Linked DNA regions of Mus musculus: region 1 is linked to region 2. A link is a contact called in public Hi-C data. All regions are on one chromosome and are shown on one strand. The core of a region is the stretch at or near the end of the contact, and the rest is flanking DNA. Distances in the headings are between cores, read along the strand shown.

Region 1 (3,921 bases), core at 280-2,779, 260 kb after region 2:
CCTCTTCTGGTGTGTCTGAAGACAGCTACAGTGTACTTACATATAATAAATAAATAAGAAAGAAAGGAAAGAAAGGAAAGAAAGGAAAGAAAGGAAAGAAAGGAAAGAAAGGAAAGAAAGGAAAGAAAGGAAGGAAGGAAGGAAGAAAGAGAGAAAGAAAGAAAGAAAGAAAGAAAGAAAGAAAGAAAGAAAGAAAGAAAGAAAGAAAGAAAAGAAAACAAAAGAAAAAGATCTGGGCAGTGGTGGTGCATGCCTTTAAAAAAAAAAAAGCTGGACATGGGAGACTACAAAGAAGCCTCAGCCCTCTTCCAGAGGGTCCAACTCTGGTTCCCATCTCCATGTCAGGTGAGCCTTAATTATGTAGCTCTAGATCCAGGGGCTTCAATGTATTCTTCTGACCTCTGCAGGAATCCACACACATGTGACATATATCCACACAAACACACATAAATACACATAAGTAAATAAAAATAAACCTTAAAAAAATCCAGGCATGATCATAAGTGCATATAATGCCAGTGTTGAGGACAGAGACAGACAGATCCCAGGAGTTCACCAGCCAGCAGTGAGTGGCAGGGTCAAGAGAGACCCAGTCTCCAGGGTAAGGCAGCAAACAATAGAACAAGTCACCTCATGTCCTTCTTTTGCCTTGACATGATGTGTGCATCTATACACACAATGTGCAGACAGACAGACACACACACACATACACACACACACATACACATACACACACACACTAGCTTTGTTTAAAAAATAAATTAAACCACACTGAAATACTCTTTACCTATCAGAATGACAGAATTCTAAACACTTGGTCACATAGCCTGTTGGTAAGCAAGGGAAACAGCGCTCTTGCTGCTTGTAATTTTGCTTGTGGTAATAAAAGCAGGTTGTTTATAGAAGACAATTTCCCAAATCAATCAAATCTGGAACTATGTGTTCCACTGACTTAGCAATTACATTTCTGGAATGTATGCTACAGGAATAGTGTTCACATGCAAAAAACAAATTATGTACAAGGTTTTCCATTGCAATACAGCAAAATTCTGGAAACAGCCTAAAGGCCCAACAGTCCTGCTTATTACATCCCTGTTGCTATAATAAATACCCTGACAAAAGCAGCTTAGGGAGAAAAGGTTGATTCTGGCTCATACTTTGAGGTTATAATCTATCATATAAGTATCAAAGGATCAATTTAGTGTATTTTTGTATTACATTTTGTTAGAATGTTTCACTTTTAAAGGGGGGGTGCCCATCTGAGGTCCCCACCAAGATGGTTTCCTCCAGGGAATTTCCTTGAAGGGCTCCCAGCCTAGGCTGCAGGTGCCTCAGAGCCCCAAGAAGCACAAGGAGGCTGCCAAGAAAGTACAAGCATGTGGCTCCCCAGAGAAACACTTCAATTCTCCTCAGCAAATGTCTCCTTGGGTTTTATGAAAACCTGCCTGCTTTTGACAGGCTAGGGCTGACCAAAGGAAGCTGCTACTCTCTAGGGCTTTGTCTCTGACAACAGATTCTCCCTGGGGACTTCCTGGAGAGCCCCTCTAGGGCACATAACAACCAGACTGCTTTCTAAATAGAGAGCTGATGTCTCTGGTTTCCCCTTCTTCCTGTTACTGCAAACAGGCTCGGTTCAGTCTGCGCCTTGGTCAGCTCCCCATTGTAAAGTCTGGGTTGCATTTACCATCCAAAGGACAAGCTCTTCCCTGTCCTCTCACTTTGTGTAGGCAGGAACAGAAGCCCCAAACTCACTCACTCCTAAGGACCCTCTGGAACCCTGCTTCCTGCCCCAAGTCCAATGTATAACAAAGCTCCCATCTCTGTCAGAGCTCCCGCTTGCCTCCGCTAAAAGGACATGCAGAAGTCTTAAGTTTCAGCTCCATCCAAGTACCACAGCCCAGAGGAGGATGTTCATACACTCAGCAAACCAGAAGAGATGTCCATCCCCACCAGACATAAGCCAACGGCTCCCAACCAAAGACTAATGTCCTTCCATGAGGAGAACCTAATTTGACTTCTCTCCTCGTTCAATGCTGTCTCCAGCAGGGACTCAGCCTTCATTAATATGTGTAGTCTGGAGCCCAGAGCTGCCTGCCAAGCCTCCAGCTAATTGGAAATTGACAGTCTCTGCCTGAGAGAAGACAGGCTCTTCCCATAGTCTCTGGGCCTCCGATTCCACACAGGCTGGAGTCTGCTGCCCAGATCGGGAGTGTTTTAGTCAGGCATTCCGTTGCTACAACAGATACCGGAGAAAATGACTTACAAGGAAGAAAAGATTGTTGCGGCTCATGGTTTCGGGGTTTTAGTTCAGGGTTACTGGGCTCTTAGCTTCTGGGCTCAGAGTGAGGCAGAACGTCCTGGTAGGATTTATAATGAAGTGGAGCAGCTTAGCTCATGGCAGAGAAGCAGAAACAGGAAAAGGGACAAGATATATCTTTCTAAGGCACTCCCTCAGTGGCTCACTTCCTCCAACTAGTTCTGTCTTCCTACTTTTTAATACCTCCTAATTATACTTCCACATTATGAATCCACCAAGAGATTGGTTAATTAGGCCAGAATCGTCACCATTCAAGAGCCTCCCCAAAACCTCTCATCCAGCCACCAAGGCCCCACCAAGTATATGCGCCTCGGGGAAGGCATTCAAAACACAACAGAGGGCGATCCCACTGTAGCCTACGGGACACCATGTGAACATGTGAACGTCTAGAACTTTAAGGCAGCATTACTGTTTTAACATTTCATTTATTGGGGTGGGGGCTCATCATGTACACACACAGAGGTCAGAGGACACTGTGTGGGGAGTCAGTTCTCTCCTTCCACAGTGTGGGCCCCAGGGATCAAACTCAAGTCATCTCTTAATAGCAAGAGCCTTTACCCATTGAGCCGTCTTGTCAGCCCAACTCTAAATTCTTAACCAGGAAGCTAGGGTGATGATTCAGTCATTAGAGTAGCTGCTGCGGTGTAAGTGTAAGGACCTGAGTTATAGAAGCTGGGGGCAATGGCACAGATCTATAACTCTGCTGCTGGGGAGATTGGCTCCAGGGGTCTCTCAAGCTCACTGGGCAGGCAGCATGACTGGATTAGTGAGCTCCAGGCTCAGTGAGAGATCCTGTCTCATATAAAGATAAACAATGATCAAAAAAAAAAAAAAAAAAAGACAAGAAAATTCAGCCTCTAGCCTCCACACATCTGTGCACACATGTACATGCACACACACCAAAATAAATATAAACAAGTAAATGACAAATAGCTCCTTACCCAGGCATGTTAATAGACCCCTCTTGTCTATTTACAATTGGACTTATTTCTCTTTTTTTAAAAAAATTGTGTCTTATCTATACATTCACTGAACCGTGGTCAGACTCTCAGTGGCCTCTCCTTAAATAGAGCTGAGTTCTTCCCCTCCTGCACACCTGCTGGAAGCCATCACTTGGGGAGAGATACATATACTTCAGTATCCCTATCATACTTTTAAAGAGTTCTCTTCAAGTCTGAGGCCAGCCTGGTCTACAGAGTGAGTTCCAGGACAGCCAGGGCTACACAGAGAAACCCTGTCTCCAAAAACAAAAACAAAAACAAAAAAACAAAACACAAAAAAAGAGTTCTCTCCAATGGCTTCCTGTCTAGGGTGATACTTTTTGCGGGAGGTGGAGTGGATGTTTAAAATTTTGTTTATTTGTTTGTTTTGTTTTGTTTTTCGAGACAGGGTTTCTCTGTATAGCCCTGGCTCTCCTGGAACTCACTTTGTAGACCAGGCTGGCCTCGAACTCAGAAATCTGCCTGTCTCTGCCTCCCGAGTGCTGGGATTAAAGACATGCACCACCACCGCCCAGCTGTTTAAATATTTTTTAATTTAAGTTTGAGTTTTTTCCTGCATGTATGACTGTGTGTGCTGTGCATGCCTGGTGCCCAAAGAGGCCA
Region 2 (3,869 bases), core at 513-3,012:
AAATACCATGGAGCTCCAGATAGAGAATATGATTCTCATACTAAAGAGTTCCAGCCCCCTCCCCTTGTCCTCATTCCCCCCTTCCTTGTCCCCCCCACACACCCTCTTTTGCTCTTGGCTATCAACTCCTCCATTGACCCTCAGCTCCAGGCAAGTACTGTCTTCATTCTGTCCTTCTCTAATGACTCTCTAGTCATTTTAATGACTTCAATTTCTTTTTAGATTTATTTATTTATTTATTTAATGTATGTGAGTACACTGTAGCTGTCTTCATGTAGACCAGAAGAGGGTATCGGATCCCATTACAGACAGTTGTGAGCCACCATGTGGTTGCTGGGAATTGAACTCAGAACCTCTGGAAGAGCAGTCAGTGTTCTTAACCGCTGAGCCATCTCTCCACCCCCCATGATTCCAATTTTAATGAGAATCTACTACAACAATAAGATGGAGTTCTACAGGCTTCCACTTGAAATGCTGCTAAAGGTTCACGGGCAACATAGTTTGTTTGATTGAGACAGGCTCTCCTGTGGCCAAGGCTGGCCTTGAATGTGGTATGTTGTAGAGGCTACCTGGAACTTCTGATCTCCTGCCTCCGCCTTACAAGTGCTGGAATTACAAAAATGTGCAACCATGATGACTCGGGGCCGATTTGAATAGGATAAAAGAGAGCAATCCGTCTGTTACTCAATGTAGGACACACAAAGCTTATCTCTTTGCAGACTCTTTCGCTCGTGGGATCAGATGTGTCATGAACAACTGCCGAGTTCTCTTGACTGCCAAGGGACACCTGCCTGAGTCTTCTGGGTCCCCCACAGGTCTTTTAGATGTAAGGAATCCGTGATGGGTGCCAAGATACATACCAAGCACAGACACTTTGAGGATTCTGGCTCTATCACGCCCATTCTGCAGACCAGAAAGGGCTTCAGCAAACAAAATTTGGAGATGAGTTAGCTGTTCTGCAGTGGCCTCAGGCTCCACCTAACATGTTTCCAGAGAGAGAGGCAAGCCCGGATAACCCACGTAAGTATGTTGCTGTGCCCTTCCTTCCTGGAAGTTTTCGATTTTCTTACCTGGTCATTTTCAACTAAATCTCTAGGTTATGGAAAAAGAAAGATCTCATTTGAATGGAGGAAGCCTCCTAATGGGCACATGTAAATCATGGTTAGAAATGTTTGAATAGCCAGATGGTAGAAACTAGGACTCTAGCATTTCCTGATAAACACAGAGGCCGTTTTGAACTTGTACATGAGTGGTGGCAAGGGCACTTGGATGCAACTTTGTATCTATTAGTTGTTTAACTCCTAGGAGAGGGGAGGCTGGGGAGAGGAGGAACTGTCCACATTCTGGTATACGATACTGTGCTTAGGTATAGCGCTTAATAGTTTAGTGTTTTCAGTGGTTGGGGTTGTCATTTTTCCCATATGACACCGATGTGGATTTCCCCAGGGTCACCTCCCAAAAGAAGTAGGCAGTGACATGGTGACTGCTGTGGGTCTTTCTGTTAGAAAGGCTGCAGATGAGCAGCAAAGACAAGATGGGCCTGCAGTAAGTACAGAGCAGTTTGGGATCGAAGAACCCAGGTTTTCATTTCTAAATGGTAAACCCAAAAGGGTTGGCCCTGAGTTTATGCAACGTCCCTCCGCAGTGTGCCAGCAGTTTGAGAGGCTTGGAGCTGTGCCAGCAGTTTGAGAGGCTCCGCAGGAGAGGTGAAATGACTTTTGTTCTTCCCTCTGTAACTAAAGCTGGCCACACCCTCTGGCATCTGACTGAGTAGGAAAAAGACCTCAGGGTGTTCTGTGCTGGGGACACCAGGTGACTGTACAGAGTCCATGCCAGACAGGAGATTCCAGCAGGTGCAGGGCTGACGAAATACAGAAATGCTGAAATGCGCAAGCGCGGAGGGGTTTCCTGCCTGGGTGGAGCTTCCAGAAGAGTCACCTCCTGCAGGGTGAGGGAGCTACAGGTTCTCCTCCACTCCCCACAGCCTTGCCTGCTCTTCTGCTTCCTCTAGGATGGCTAACTGTACCGGGAACCCTTACTTTGCTTTCATTCTTACAGATTCCAGATCTAAAAATAAAGGTCAAATGGCAAACAGACCGTGCTCTCCAACAGCACCAGCTACTACTATTTACTTAAAGCAAGCTACTAATCAAGGATTTTAAAGCCAAAACACAAGGGGGTGGGGTATAGTCCAGTGTCGTACAGCTACAGAGATTCTCTATGCTTAGTCCTTTTGCTGGCCAAGAAATGATATGCCTTCAAACAGATCTTCAGACATATTCAAAAATTACTCTCAAGTTGTTATTCATATATCATCTGTGTGCCACCTCACTTTGGGTGAGGATGGAACAAGGCAGTAATAATAAAACACGCTCACGTTTATTTTGACTTCACAGATCTTTTGTCTTCCGTCCTCTTGAGGGCCTTGAGGTGTAAGGCATCTGCTATTAGGGACTTGTATGAATCTGTAAGGTCGGTTTGGACATGTGAATCGTCAGCAAAGGGGCCTGGCCTGCAGATGTCTTGCTGACTTCCTTGGTGAGGATATCATCTGATGACAGCTCCAGTAAAGCATATTCATCTTCAAGGCATGTAACAATGCAGCTCTGTTGGCTAGGGGTAATTTTTAGGTCATTATGAACTCCTAAAGTCACAAGATACAGACATCTCTTAATTGACATTCTATCAATTATAATGCTATAATTTAGGATGCTCTGGTGTCTCAGGGAGCTCAAGGGCTAAGGGCACTAAAGTAAGCAAGGTCCCGGGGCTCAGGACAAACACACACATCTCAAAGGCACATGGCATTTCTGGACCTGTGAGCAGGGACTCCTGTGACCCAGCAGGAGTGGCCAAGGGTCTGCCATGCTCAATCACACAGTGTAGCCCCAGCCTGTAAGGCACATGGAAACCGGAAAACCATCCTTGTATGTAGAAGAATTGAATGTATAGCTGGGCAGTGGAGGTTCAAGCCTTTAATCCCAGCACTCGGGAGGCAGAGGCAGGTGGATTTCTGAGTTCGAGGCCAGCCTGGTTTACAGCGTGAGTTCCAGGACAGCCAGGGCTACACAGAGAAACCCTGTCTTGAGAGAGAAAAAAAAAGAATTGAATGTATGGCCTAGAAAACTTAATAAATAGCACATTGATAGATCAATGCTGCCAACACTCATTCAATACTCCAATGTAAGTCCCAGTCTACTTAAGAGACCATCAGTTTTAAGTGTTTTTAAAGCATACCCTAAAACTAAACCAGACTAAAATATTAGGTACGGGTTTGGAAAACAGAGGTGAGTAGCTTCTAAGGCCAGAAACCATGGGAGGAAATATCAAGAAAACATTGAATGAATTTGATGTTATTGAGTTTGTTCCTTAAAAAGGAAATAAAATAAAATAAAATGTATATATGTATCTGTTCCTGTATTGCAGGTACCTGACTAAGCCAGGAGAGGGTGTTGGATCACTTGGAGCTAGAGTTAGAGACGGTTGTAAGCAGCCCAGTGTAGGTGCCGAGAACGGAACTCTGGTCCTCTGGAAAATCTGCCAGGGCTCTTATCCACTGAGCCATCTCTCCAGGCCCTGGATGTGTCTCTAAACACTTTGCTCATACTATCGGAAGCATCTTTCAAACTTGTAAATATGTCACTGTTCGTTCGTTCGTTCGTTCTCTCTCTGTCTCTCTCTCTGTCTCTCTGTCTCTCTCTGTGTGTCTGTCTCTGTATGTCTCTTTGTGTGTCTGTCTCTGTCTACATGTCTCTCTCTGTGTCTGTCTCTGTCGGTCTCTGTCTCTGTCTGTCTGTCTGTCTGTCTCCCACCCCCCACCAATGCCCCGCACAGAGGGTTTGACTTAATATACAGCCTTGTAGATGCTA

Evidence for each region. A called contact is a pair of places that touch in the nucleus more often than the background predicts.
Region 1: a Hi-C map of the CH12 cell line shows a contact between it and region 2. The contact joins two enhancer-like sites. A contact is called at or near these places in 19 of 39 promoter capture datasets (the 3T3-L1 cell line, the C10 cell line, the HPC-7 cell line and 10 more), 6 of 15 datasets of contacts at CTCF or cohesin (the NIH/3T3 cell line, embryonic stem cells, large pre-B cells and 2 more), 93 of 484 Hi-C or Micro-C datasets (the 3T3-L1 cell line, the AML12 cell line, B cells and 58 more), 11 of 115 datasets of contacts at active chromatin or transcription factors (the SCID.adh cell line, T-cell acute lymphoblastic leukemia, bone marrow-derived dendritic cells and 7 more) and 3 of 9 other capture datasets (adipose tissue, embryonic stem cells and liver).

Annotation. Positions count from the first base shown.
Region 1 is chr1:180,539,967-180,543,887 of GRCm38.p6, forward strand. The region is part of intron 3 of Gm31986 (a long non-coding RNA gene); the gene reads right to left. Among named protein-coding and RNA genes, the nearest start is that of Parp1, 27 kb to the right of the region's middle. Within about 2 kb of position 1,530, at least 86 of the 459 cell types and tissues checked have an H3K27ac peak or open chromatin away from gene starts, as enhancers often do. A contact at or near this core is called in CD8 T cells, the CH12 cell line, bone marrow-derived macrophages and 2 more, where this site is marked.
Region 2 is chr1:180,278,064-180,281,932 of GRCm38.p6, forward strand. No RefSeq gene overlaps it. Among named protein-coding and RNA genes, the nearest start is that of Gm31728, 24 kb to the left of the region's middle. Within about 2 kb of position 1,763, at least 112 of the 459 cell types and tissues checked have an H3K27ac peak or open chromatin away from gene starts, as enhancers often do. A contact at or near this core is called in CD8 T cells, the CH12 cell line, bone marrow-derived macrophages and 2 more, where this site is marked.